Regions from separate parts of the Zea mays genome. Here region 1 is linked to region 2. A link is a contact called in public Hi-C data. All regions are on one chromosome and are shown on one strand. The core of a region is the stretch at or near the end of the contact, and the rest is flanking DNA. Distances in the headings are between cores, read along the strand shown.

Region 1 (6,949 bases), core at 131-2,630, 130 kb before region 2:
CAGTTTCACATTAATTCACAAGATCATGTTTATATGGTGGTGAAGAGCAGGCCTAGCGCAATGGTAAGCGCTGTCTCACTAAGTCATCAGGTCACAGGTTGGAAACAGCCTAAAAACCAGTTTCACATTAATTCACAAGATCATGTTTATATGGTGACGAAGGCCTGCCTAGTGCAACGGGGAGAACTGTGTCACCAGGTCAGGTTTCTAAGCAGCTTCTCCACATTTGTGGAGGGAAGGGTTGCCTCAGTTTACCACTTTACCCTATCACCAGACGCCTTATATGAGAGGCTCCAGTACTGGGTCTGTCTTTTTATTTTGTATCGTGTCTATATGATGACAAACATAACAAGCAACACAGTTGCACAGAACACATAGAACAAAAGGCCTTTGGTAACTGAGACTCTGATTTATTTATATTATTCGCCTTGCTGTCAAGGTCAAATATCAACAGAGAATAACTGCAAACAAATGAAGCGATGTGCTTTATATTGACAACAATATGATAGCATACTGTAGGGCTTAAACTAGTGACTCGAACCACAATGCCATATCCTGATTGAGTCCCCTCAATAAGCAATAACTGAAAGAGAGAACTCTTACAACAATTCCCACCTACCTGTTTTCGGCTAATTTTCTTGGCATTCTCTTCTTGCCATTCGCGGTACATGGCGAAAAGCTCAGCTAGGACATTTGGGTTCAGATTTCCTACAAATAAATTAGCGTGACATTGTAAGCTTCAACAACAATAATGGAAATGCAACAATGCTTGATGCAAATTATTTCGAGTACAGCGTGCTTCCAATTAGTCAATTATATACCCAAACACTACTATGTAAAATCTCGCCTGCACAGTAACATACAAACTAACCAAAATAGCGTCCTGGCTGGCAGCCACTCACCAGAGGTGGCTGAGGAGTTAGAGGGCTTCCCGACGAGGATATCCGTGAGGCTGCTCTCTGCTTCCGCTTCAGATTGGGAGCTCAATAGCGGAGGAGCCTACAAATCCTCAACATCGTAACACCAGTCAGAAGCGTTAATATCAGGCCTTACTATAGTGAGATATCAGGAGACGAGAGTTCAGGACTTACTATGGTGAGAGACCGGATACGGCGGACGAGGGGATCGGCGTCGGCGTCGTCGCGCCGGCCCTCGGACACCGTCGTGATCTCATCCGCCCACTGAGGCCGCGGCTGCTGAAGCTGCTGCCTAGATAGGAGAGATTCGGACGCCCCCATGAGACGGAGCTCTAGCGCAGTCGGGGATAGACGGAGGACGGCGGCGGGGAACCGCCGGAGCTGCCCGGGTGCGGCCGCCGGACTAGGATGCAGGCGAGAGGCAAACGGTTCTACTGGCAAGTGGCAGCCTATTAAGTTGGGCCTTTTAGCTTGGACAATGGTGTCGATTGAGTTAGGCCGAAAAGTTAACTTACCGGGCCAAACCAAATGTCTCGTCTCAGATCTAGCCCAAACTTGTTGCCATGGATACATTGCGAAAGGAAGAAATTCATTCTGCTTTCTTTAGCTATCGCGAAGGTAACTGATCTCTCATCTCTGGACACTTGACCTACGATTTGTAGGGGAAAAATGACAGCCATATAACAATATCACCAGTTCACCGTCCGCCCCGCCATTAAAATAGCTATGTAATAAATAAAGTAACGAGTGATACGATATGTTCATATATTATCGCTATCTGACCCAAGACAGACCAAAAAAATGAACTCGGCTTGGGCCTGTTCGGTTGTCCAGAATTGGACCTAGAATTATTCCACCGGATAAAATCTTATATAAAATAGGTAAACAATCCAGTCACGAATAGTTCCAAGCCATCATTCCTGAGCAACCGAACAACCCTTAGGCCTTGTTCGTTTCTGCCGGATTGGTGGATCGGAACGATTCCTGACCGGATTGCTTCTCTAATTTATATAAATTTTGATTAGCTGGAACGATTCCGGGTGCAATCCGACGGAAACGAACAAGGCCTTAGGCTGGATCCAATACACCTGGCTATTGTTTTACCATCTGAAACGTCACTATCATCCACACTATCGATCATCGTCGGTCTTCATTTATTAAAATGTACAGTCTTTATTGTTAACCTAAAGTCATCTCAATTTTTATTTTAAAGATTGTTATGTAAAATGAAACATGGTATTTTATTTAGAAAAAATCATCTAATCACATAATTAAGAAAAAATACATAATTCGATAAAAAATAAACATAAAAAATAAAAATTACATAGTTCATAAAAAAGTGATACAATATTATTGCTCATTATTATTGTCTTCCTCCATATCTTCTGTATTTTCTTTCTCATGTAATTTTAATTGCTTGATCAATACACAATAATTTCACCAGTGTAGGATGGGATTTCTTTGTACCTATACACAATAAATTCATTAATAATTCATGTTGCATGTGTCCTAAATTTCAAATGCATTAAGGATTTCCTAGTCTTACTACCTTCTTCCTTGATACATATGGCTTATTATTGCATAAGGGTAGTTTGGCTAGTGCTTAATTTAATTATACTTGATCTATACCTGATTAATGGTTTAGTGCACAGATGTAAAAGGTGATTTTTAGACGCACAGAATCAGAGACTAGAGCATGTCTTTTCTTATGATGCTCTAAATTCCTCTCTCCAACGACTCATCTGTAAGCAAAATTTGGGACTTATAGTGAAGCCGAGTGCTTATTATAGCTCTGGGTTTAGTCAAGTATAGAGACCTTGTCTAATATTCTAGTGGATGAATAGTACAACATCTAGCTTATGTGTATAGCTAGGAGGTGATATGTTTTGAATAAAGGGTATTGTGGCATTTGAAAGGTGTTCGTATAAGCTAGCAATTTACTAGATAAATTTCTGAAAAACTAAATAGTTAAACCTAACATACACCTTGGAAGTGTATAATGAGAGTATTTAAGCCTATCATAAGGTAATTCATGACTCTCGCTATAAAGTGTGAAAATTATATACCAGTCATGCCCATGGTTACGAGTGGCTCAAAAAACCCATATATTGATCATGTGGTTTCTACTTGGGTCAATCATAACTAAACACAATATATTGTTAAAAGTTTGACTTATTAAAATGCTCATGCAGCAAGCCATTATCTATCGGTCTTCAACATCTCTTGTTAATGTGTTGCTTGGGGTGTTGATCATCTAGATCAACCTTTTGCCTTAGTTCATGTATAATTATGCATCATTTGAACTATACCTCAAAGCATAGCAAATAATGCTAGTCCAAATGGTTATGTTGAGCATGAAACACCAAAACAATACTTTAAATAGGCCACGATCCATTTTTCTTATAGAGCCAACTTAGGTGCATGTTGTGGCACTTGGGCCATCAATCTCTCCATACCAATGACGATATAACCAAGATGAGGATAGCTAGGGACAATGTGATTAAGCAAGAAGAATGGCAATGATAATACGAAGACAAAGACCAGGAGAGGAGAGGGGATAGTAAGGATAAAAGGGTAGATGTGTGACACAAGGTGGGACTTAGGGTCCCTCTGGTACATGAAAAAAATTGTACTCTCTCCGTCTAATTTTATAATTCGTTTGACTTTTTTACACCAATTTTTTTGCCTCGTCTTATCCATTTTTTAAAAAATATAAAATTTTTAAAGTCATACTTAAAGTATACTATTATATATTAAATGATATTACAGTAAAATTTAATAATAACTATAAAAAAATTTAAGTAAGACAAGTCGGTCAAATTCATGGTAAAAAAGTCAAACAAATTATAAATTGGAACGGATGGAGCATTTCATAGTAGCACCATGTATATATAGCGTATTGCACATGTTTTGTCACTTTATCTCTCATTTTTCGCACCCTTAAAAAACCACAGCGAGTTAAGTTTAGATACTAGAAAATGGCAATTGATAAATTAGAGATCCAGATAACAATGACAGCTAAGTTTAGTGACCCCAAAATAGCACTTTAAGTTAGGGACTAGAATGATATCCCTTGCCAATGCAAGTTCAAAGATGGTCGTAAATACTACATATAGGATGTTTGCTAACTATCAAGTCTTCTCACGGTCGTTATAATTGGTGGAATGCTCTAATTTGTAGTGCATAGTATCACCTAAACATTAGGTCCCTTTGAAACGCGAGAAAATTTTCAATCTCCTATGTTTGTTCTATGGGTCTTGTTTGGAACCTCTAAAACTAATAGTTAGCAATTAAAATTAGTTTTAGATCTTCAAACACCTCCAACTAAGAGCAACTTCAGTAGTTCTCTAAAATACTCTCTAAATCAATAATTTGACTAGTTGTTCTAAAAACTTCTATCCAACAGATCTAAATAAACATTCTAAATTTAGATACTTCTCATCTAACCCCATTTTCTTCCTAGATCTAGCAACTTTTTATCAACTCCTGAAACAACAAAAAAATAACACAATGTTTTATTGCGACGTGTTTATGTGAGATGATCACGCTTGACATTAGATAAAATGTAAATAAAGGATACTTCAGAGCAAATCGATCGCCTCATGTGCATAGATTCAGCGAGATTCATATGCTAGGTCTTCTGCTGCCGACGATAGAAGGAACTAGTCAGTCGAATGTTTTTATTACAGATCCAATCAAATTACAGATAGAAAATAGGTCCACTTTTTTTGACGTGAATAGAATCAAAACCAAACTACAACCTACTCCCTCCGATGTCCTATTTTTTGTTGTATTGAACAAGGTTTGAGTCAAATTTATAAAATTTGAAATTCAAATAATTATTTTATTACGTAGCTTTGAAATATAATATTTATATACACCGATTTGTCTTAACAAGTACTCTTATAAAAGTATAAATACATTAAAAGTTTATTTATATTTAATAAAAACATTAGTTAAATTTATATTTTGGAGACCGTGTCGCTGTCCTATACGGTAGCTAATAGTACACCGGATGGAGTATATTTAGAGAGCTATTGGATAACTCATATTTTTTACTCCCAAAGATCTTTATCAACTTGCTAAATATATGATTTAGAGAACTACTACATAACTATTGGAGCGCTATCTCACAACTAATAATTAGTTCATTAGTTTGGACCCAACTAATAATTTGTTAGTTGGTTAACTATTAGCTCTAGAGGTTCTAAACAAGATCTAAAACTTATTCCTACAAAAAAAATATTATATGCTTATCCTAAAGTTTCTGCGTTCTAAATGGGACCTCACCTAATCTTATACTAGCTGTTCAATGGTTATCTATTTATCAGTTTTTAAGATCAATATTTGCAGTGCCGTAGCGCATCTATACATCAGCTTGTAAAGGTAGCATATTATTATTCTTGCACATGTACATATACATCATATGACAGTATATTACACTACGGATGTCGTGGAGATTGTATAGCTTCCAAGAGGATAGAACTTTAGGGGACACATTAGCAAACGTGAGGTGTAAGGACAAAGCGTCATGTCAAAATAATCCGCTTAGATTCTTCAGCATCATCATGTCCCCCTCCCAGCTTTATTCCCGTCCCTTCCGATTCCCATCGCCATACACGATACATCCCATCCTCATCCGGTATCCTATACCTTTGCTGCGCGCGCGCCGCGGCCTATGTAACGTAGTACTGCGTACATCCACATTATTCGACGTCTTGCTTTTTGTTTGCTCTTTAAAGATCGACACGATCCACGGCCGCATCGGATGCACATCTGATCGATATGCATTAAGCAACACGTACTGGTGGGAGAGGAGCACTCCACTTAATCCACGAGCTAGCTAGGATACGATATCCCTGTATTCGATTTTTTTTGTTTTATTTGTATCTATATATCTATAACTAATATTAAAACGATAATTGTGATTATATATGCTTCAGTCTTGCAACGGTCGTTTACCCCAATCCAAGGTCGTTCCTGAGTTTGGAGGGGCCCGGGGCAACATTATAAATAAGGTCCCAATATTATAAGCACTATTTTTTACTATTATATATTTACTTATAATTTAATGTATCAAAAAATGAGCGCTAAAAAAAGAAGTCAGATCATTACCTCAAATATATTATAGATCATCTTAAAAATGTCTTTTAACATTTCTTGATGCAAAATTATCAATGATAGCTTTAATATTAATATTATCTAACAAATTCTTCTCAATACATAAAGTTGCTAGCATACTTCTTAGGAGGCATAATATCAATGGCAATATACAAGGAATCAATAGAATAAATTAATTCATGTTATTTGTTAAGCATAATTACTTGCTAAAGCAATTAAAAAGTATAGCCTTGCCTAACAATGGTAGCCTGATCGGCTAAGGTTTGAGGGTTGATTCGTTGTTCCCTGACTGGATGATCATGTTGCCATGCGTTGTGAATATGTACTCCCTAGCGCGTATATGTATTTACACTATGTCCGTCTGTCGTCCTGCGTGTGTTGTTTATGTGCCTCCATGTTCCTGAGTTTGGCGCCAGCCTACAGCTGCATGTAGTCGTAGTCCACTAGTTCTGTACTCCTGTATGGTATATGGGGTGGGGCCCCTGGGATCTGGGGGCCCACGTCGGTTGCCTCGCTCGCCCTGCCCCAGGCACAGGCCTGCCTCAATCGGAGTGAAATAACGGAGCGGCTCTCCTCCCTTCACTCATATGGCTCTCCAACCAAAGAAATAACGGAGCGGCTCTGCTCTATTCTACTATTCAACCAAACAAAACAATAGAACGACTCTATTCTGCTTGCCAAACGCATAATAGAACGACTCAATTCTACAAAACGGAAATAGAGTCACTCTATTCTAGTTGACTCTCCAACCAAACGCACCCTAAGAGTATGTTTGGGAGGAAGGGAATTGGAGAGTATTGGAGGGCTAAAATCCTCTTACTAATTAAAATTGAATAGTAAAGAGCTTTTAGCCCCTTTAATCCCATCCATTCTTCTTTCTCCCAAACATGCCCCGAATAGAATAGGAAGAA
Region 2 (6,984 bases), core at 1,463-3,962:
GGGTGTGTTTGGTTTGGCTTTGGCTTTTGCCCCCTAAAAGCCAAAAGCCAACCCTGCTAGATCTAGGAAGCAGCTTTTTCTAAAAGCCGACTTTCTCGTAGTGCAAAACTGAAAGCACCCCTGGACCTGCTTTTAGTGGCTTTTGGATGGAACTGTGAAAACATATATCGAAGAACTTTTAACGACTTTTAGTGGTTTCCACCAAACGATTTTTAGCTTTTTAACAGCACACAGCCTACAGCAGCTTTTTCTACAGCTCACAGCCCACAGCAACTTTTTCCACAGCCACAGCCCAACCAAACAGACCCTATATGGAGTTACTTATATTACGAGTTACTCCTATATGCTAAAAATAGTATCATTAAGGAGATTATTTTAGAGCCAGTAGCTTCGTAATAGTGCGGGTGCCCGTATACAGTGCGAGTAGAGTTCATCATGAGCGTAGCAGATGGCAATTAATAGAGCATGATCGTTGCAAAAAAAATTGGTCAAGGAAACCAATGTATGACATGCGGGGCATATTGTACTAACAAAGTGCGGCGGGTTGCCCTAAATTGCGGTAAGCAACGAAACAGTTATATGAGAAACTGTGACGTGATGAAAAGGCTCGTTTGTTTTTAACACCGGACAGCGAAATTTGAACCACTATTGATATCGCCGAGGACAGCTAAGTGTGCGTTTGGTTAAATGAACAAAGAGAGACGGAACAAGACGGTCACAGTTTTAGTCATGTTTGGATGAGGGTCAAGCAGGAGCGAGTTGAACTCTAGACCATTTTTCGGTGGCGGCGCCGTCCCAAAAAACGAGCGGATGAAGTCGCCCCCACCCCTGTCGCGGTGCTGAAAAAAACGTGTTGCCTCCCAATAAGTGACAAAACCACCATCCAAACAAAAACTAGGTTGATTCCATCCAAGTTTATCACTTCAACCAAACAAAAACAGTAGTGACTCTTAAGGATGACCCTGCCTCTAAATTAGGGATGACCCTATCCTATTCTATTTTGACTCCAAACCAAACACAACCTAAGAGACTATATAATACAATTATAAGACTCGCCTTAAAAATATCTACCTAACTATTAACTAATTTACTAAAAATATCTAATAGTTGAACTATTAGCTAACAAATAGCTAACAAATGCATGTTAGTAGAATTAGCTAGCTAACAAATAGCTACCTAACTATTAACTAATTTACTAAAAATATATAATAGTTGAACTATTAGCTAGGATGTTTGGATGTCTCAACTAATTTTAGCCACTAACTATTAGTTTTAGTGCATTCAAACACCTATTAAGACTTTAAATTATAAACGCAGATAAGATACAATATGTATGGGGAGTCGTAAAAAGACGATCTCTTATAATTTTTTCACTTAGTCTCTTAGAGATATCTCAAGACACCAGCCAAGAGATGAAACGAGTGTGTGTTTGGTTGTCCTGACGGTTCAGTAGTCCAGCCTATTTGGTTGGTTGCTTGCGGTATCCATCATGTAGGAGCGGATGCAATTGTATAGATTGATGCAAACCGATGTAATAATATGTTCAAATTGAGCTTCACTCCAGAGATTGACTCGCTGGATGCAGGACGAAGGTTGCGGACCACACGTCACAGTACATATATGTTGCATCAGGCAACATGCATGTTGTATCTGCTGATTCAGGAAACTAAACGTCATTTTTAGTTTTTTCCCATGCAATTTCACCAAATACTCTTTTTCCTAAAATACAGTTTCACTCGACATCTCGGATTTTTTTAAAGGGATTCTCTATAAAGAGGTTGAACGTCTTAAAAAATTCACTTTCCGTCATTCTCTTATTAAATTCCTACGTTTTTTGGTGTATTTCATGTGAATGTTTAATCTTACCGTTTTTATGTTTCCTTAATTCCATACAATTCAAATTGTTAAGACATTTTACACGGGAGGGCTAGTTTGGGAACCCTATTTTACCAAACCATTTCCATTTTCCCAATGAAATTAATTTTATTTTTCCTTGGGAAAATAGGATTCCCTTGTGAAATGGAGTTCTCCAACTAGCCATAAGGCCTCCTTTGGAATGGATGATTAGTAAAATATAAGGATAGAAAAAAAATATAGAGATAGAGTTGCATGACACCTTCAATTCCATAGGAAAATTTCTAGGAGGTTGGATCTCATGCTAAAAATCCTCCAAAATCTCACTATAATGCTCCATTCCATATAAATTTTATGGGATTTGTAGCAACTCAATCATTTGCTCCAAAGGATCACATAGGAAAACTTTCTATAGAATTTCAACCCTTCAAAATTTCTTTATTTTTCCTTTGTTCCAAAGAAGGCCTAAATGTTTTTTCTTCTTCTTCTAATTTTATGTCTACAGAATCCTATATTCCAAATAGGCCCTCGGCGCCTTGAGACACATGGATAGATCGTAAACCTAGCTTTCTGCAGACAGTGGGCAGCTGACTACGAGAGAGAGTGGGAGGAAGAGAGAGAGAGACTGTGAGAGAGAGAGAGAGAGAGAGAGCATGATTAGAATCTACTGCCAGTGAACAGCAGAGCACTGGTACAAGCATGGTGGCGCTGGGCGCCTGGGCCCAATTCCGCGCGACCGTCCACGACGGAGTTCCACCGTGCCGGGCACCCACCCACATCCACATGCGTGCGCCTGGCCCTGCCTGCATGTGCTCGCGTCGCAGGGCTACTATCTGCTGTCTACGTCTACGGTCTAGCTACCACCGCGCGCAACAGCAACACCAACACCTCGCGAGAGCGAGCCTGCCTAGCTACCCACTGTAGCTGTCCCTACACAGCGCCCCTCGCGACAAGCAGCTCGAGCTTGGGACGGACGAGAGATTGCAGGCAGGCAGACCCACTCGGTCGGCCTTGCTCCTCCACTGCGCTTGCGCTGCATGCACTGCTGGCTCGTCTGCTCCGGGTTTTCGGGCGCGAAATACCACTCACCCCGTCAGGCACAGGTCGTCGTCACCCCCCCTGGAAGCTCTGCCCCTGCGACCGCCGAGCGGACGTACGCGGCCGGGATCCTCTCAGAGATCACCCTTGGTTCCTTCACCTAGAGCCAGCCACCTGCATGTCGAAGCCTTAAGTGATTTTATATTACTATTAAACCGTCAAACCAAATTTTCAAATAAAAAGAGAAAAAGAAGCATGTCGACAGAATCCGTAGTCGTTTTTTAAATAGTGTCGGCGTGTTTTATAATTAAGAGTTAAATGCATCGGTGACCCACCCTAGCCTCTAAAGGAATGTTAATTACATAGGTCTACAAAATTTAAAAATATAGTTTTAAATCCTTGAAGTTATTAAATGATGTACCGCACATCCCTAAATTTATAAAAAATAATGCATCGCATGTCTATTTTTGATCGTACGGAACACTGTAGCATACCACTTAACAAGTTTAACCACCTAGAAATATATTTCAAAGTTCGTGGATCTAAGTCTCATCCCTTGATAAAAACGCCTCCTGTTACATAGATAGAAAACTCGTGTTTATCTTGAGAAGTCATCAACTATAACAAATCCATAACTATGCAAGTGCTCAATTCTAGTGTTCAACAATATCATTCTGTTGATGTACATACGGAGAGAAAAAAAACTAATACTCGATACCCAAAGAAGCACAAAAGGTTTCAAAGCGAGTATTCTTGAATTATGTGTCGTTGTCACTGCGAATCGCTCTCATGTCATTTTTGGGAAACTCATTATGCAACCGAAGAATCAACTCTCGAGCATGAGTGAAAGCCTCATCCTTCGCCTCCATGAAGAACTGAAAGTCGCCTAGAGGGGGGGTGAATAGGGCGAAACTGAAATTCTCAAAAATAATCACAACCACAAGCCGGGTTAGCGTTAGAAATATAAACGAGTCCGCGAGAGAGGGAGCAAAACAAATCGCAAGCAAATGAAGAGTGTGACACGCGGATTTGTTTTACCGAGGTTCGGTTTTTTGCAAACCTACTCCCCGTTGAGGAGGCCACAAAGGCCGGGTCTCTTTCAACCCTTCCCTCTCTCAATCGGTCCCTCGGACCGAGTGAGCTTCTCTTCTCAAATCACTTGGGAATCAAACTTCCCGCAAGGGCCACCACACAATTGGTGCCTCTTGCCTCAATTACAAGTGAGTGTTTGATTACAAAAAGGAATCAAGAAAGAAGGAAGCAATCCAAGCGCAAGAGCTCGAAAGAACACAAGCAAATCTCTCTCACTAGTCACTAGGGCGTTGTGTGGAATATGGAGAGGATTTGATCTCTTTGGTGTGTCTAGAATTGAATGCTAGAGCTCTTGTAGTAGTTGGGAAGTAGAGAACTTGGATACACATTAATGGTGGGGTGGTTGGGGTATTTATAGCCCCAACCACCAAACTTGACCGTTGGCTGGGCTGTCTGTTCGATGGCGCACCGGACAGTTTGGTGCACACCGGACAGTCCGGTGCCCCCGCCACGTCACCAGTGCCGTTGGAAATCGACCGTTGGAGTTCTGACTTCTGGGCCCGCCTTGATGTCCGGTGGCGCACCGGACATGTACTGTAGAGTGTCCGGTGCGCCAGCGTGGGCGTGCCTGACCTCTGCGCGCGCTGGCGCGCAATAAATGCGCTGCAGGTAGCCGTTGGCGCCTGAAGTAGCTGTTGCTCCGCAGATGCACCGAACAGTCCGGTGCACACCGGACAGTCCGGTGAATTATAGCGGAGCGGCTGGAATGAAAATCCGAGGCTGGCGAGTTCCTGGGGCCGCCCTTCCTTGGAGCACCGGACATGTCCGGTGCACACCGGACAGTCCGGTGAATTATAGCGGAGTGGCCTCTGGAAATTCCCGAAGGTGACGAGTTTGAAACCTGAGTCCTCTGGTGCACCGGACATGTCCGGTGGCACACCGGACAGTCCGGTGCGCCAGACCAGAGGAGCCTTCGGTTGCTCCTTTGCATTTTTGTTGAACCCAACACTTGGTCTTTCTATTGGCTAAGTGTGAACCTTTGACACCTGTATAACTTATACACTAGAGCAAACTAGTTAGTCCAAAGATTTGTGTTGGGCAATTCAACCACCAAAATTATTTAGGAACTAGGTGTAAGCCTAATTCCCTTTCAATCTCCCCCTTTTTGGTGATTGATGCCAACACAAACCAAAGCAAATATAGAAGTGCATAATTGAACTAGTTTGCATAATGTAAGTGTAAAGATTGCTTGGAATTGAGCCAATATAACTACTTACAAGATATGCATGGATTGTTTCTTTCTTATTTAACATTTTGGACCACGCTTGCACCACATGTTTTGTTTTTGCAAACTCTTTTGTAAATCCTTTTCAAAGTTCTTTTGCAAATGGTCAAAGGTAAATGAATAGGATTTTGCAAAGCATTTTCAAGATTTGAAATTTTCTCTCCCTGTTTCAAATGCTTTTCCTTTGACTAAACAAAACTCCCCCTAAAGGAGATCCTCCTCTTAGTGTTCAAGAGGGTTTTGATAAATCATTTTTGAAATACTACTTTCTCCCTCTTTTGAACACAATAGGATACCAATTGATAAATACTCTTGGAAAACAAGTTTTTGAAATTGGTGGTGGTGCGGTCCTTTTGCTTTGGGCTCATATTCTCTCCCCCTTTGGCATGAATCGCCAAAAACGGAATTATTAGAGCCCTCGAAGTAATGTCTTCCTCTTTGGTCATAAACAAATGAGTTAAGATTATACCAAAGATGAAGTCCTTTTGTTCTCTCCCCCAAAGATGGAGAGTGGCTTGGAGCGACGGCGAAGGATGGGTTGCGGAGTGGAAGCCTTTGTCTTCGCCTAAAACTCCAATTCCCTTTCAATATACCTATGACTTGATTTGAAATAGACTTGGAAACACATTAGTCATAGCATATAAAAGAGATATGATCAAAGGTATATAAATGAGCTATGTGTGCAATCTAACAAAAGAAGTTGCGGGAATCAAGAATATTGAGCTCATGCCTAAGTTTGGTAAAAGTTTGTTCATCAAGAGGCTTGGTAAAGATATCGGCTAATTGATCTTTAGTGTTAATGTAAGAAATCTCGATATCCCCCTTTTGTTGGTGATCCCTAAGAAAATGATACCGAATGGCTATGTGCTTAGTGCGGCTATGCTCGAGAGGATTGTCGACCATTTTGATTGCACTCTCATTATCACATAGCAAAGGAACTTTGGTTAATTTGTAACCGTAGTCCCGCAGGGTTTGCCTCATCCAAAGTAATTGCGCGCAACAATGACCTGCGGCAATGTACTCGGCTTCGGCGGTTGAAAGAGCGACCGAATTTTGCTTCTTTGAAGCCCAAGACACCAAGGATCTCCCCAAGAACTGGCAAGTCCCTGATGTGCTCTTCCTGTTAATCTTACACCCCGCCCAATCGGCATCCGAATAACCAATTAAATCAAATGTGGATCCCCGAGGGTACCAAAGCCCAAACTTAGGAGTATAAGCCAAATATCTCAAGATTCGTTTTACGGCCGTAAGGTGGGATTCCTTAGGGTCGGATTGGAATCTTGCACACATGCAAACGGAAAGCATAATGTCCGGTCGAGATGCACATAAATAAAGCAATGAACCAATCATCGACCGGTATACCTTTTGATCCACGGACTTACCTCCCGTGTCGAGGTCGAGATGCCCATTTGTTCCCATGGGAGTCTTGATGGGCTTGGCATCCTTCATTCCAAACTTGGTTAGAATGTCTTGAGTGTATTTTGTTTGACAAATGAAGGTGCCCTCTTGGAGTTGCTTGACTTGAAATCCTAGAAAATACTTCAACTCCCCCATCATAGACATCTCGAATTTTTGTGTCATGATCCTACTAAATTCCTCACATGTAGATTCGTTAGTAGACCCAAATATAATATCATCAACATAAATTTGGCATACAAACAAATCATTGTCAAGAGTTTTAGTGAATAGAGTAGGATCGGCCTTGCCGACTTTGAAGCCATTAGCGATAAGGAAATCTCTAAGGCATTCATACCATGCTCTTGGGGCTTGCTTGA

The links. Hi-C and Micro-C count contacts between places; a contact is called where the count stands out from the background.
Region 1: a Hi-C map of tassel shows a contact between it and region 2, with 2.4 times the contacts expected there. The contact joins the promoter of LOC100501429 here to the enhancer-like site in region 2. A contact is called at or near these places in 3 of 25 Hi-C or Micro-C datasets (endosperm, leaf and tassel).

What each region holds. Positions count from the first base shown.
Region 1 is chr1:278,063,532-278,070,480 of Zm-B73-REFERENCE-NAM-5.0, reverse strand. It overlaps LOC100501429, which reads right to left and starts at 1,380. Exons shown (of 5, transcript XM_008667120.3): 1 at 1,092-1,380; 2 at 903-999; 3 at 620-708. The coding sequence starts at 1,238.
Region 2 is chr1:277,938,794-277,945,777 of Zm-B73-REFERENCE-NAM-5.0, reverse strand. No RefSeq gene overlaps it. Among protein-coding and RNA genes, the nearest start is that of LOC542391, 93 kb to the right of the region's middle. Within about 2 kb of position 2,712, at least 13 of the 20 cell types and tissues checked have an H3K27ac peak or open chromatin away from gene starts, as enhancers often do. A contact at or near this core is called in tassel, where this site is marked.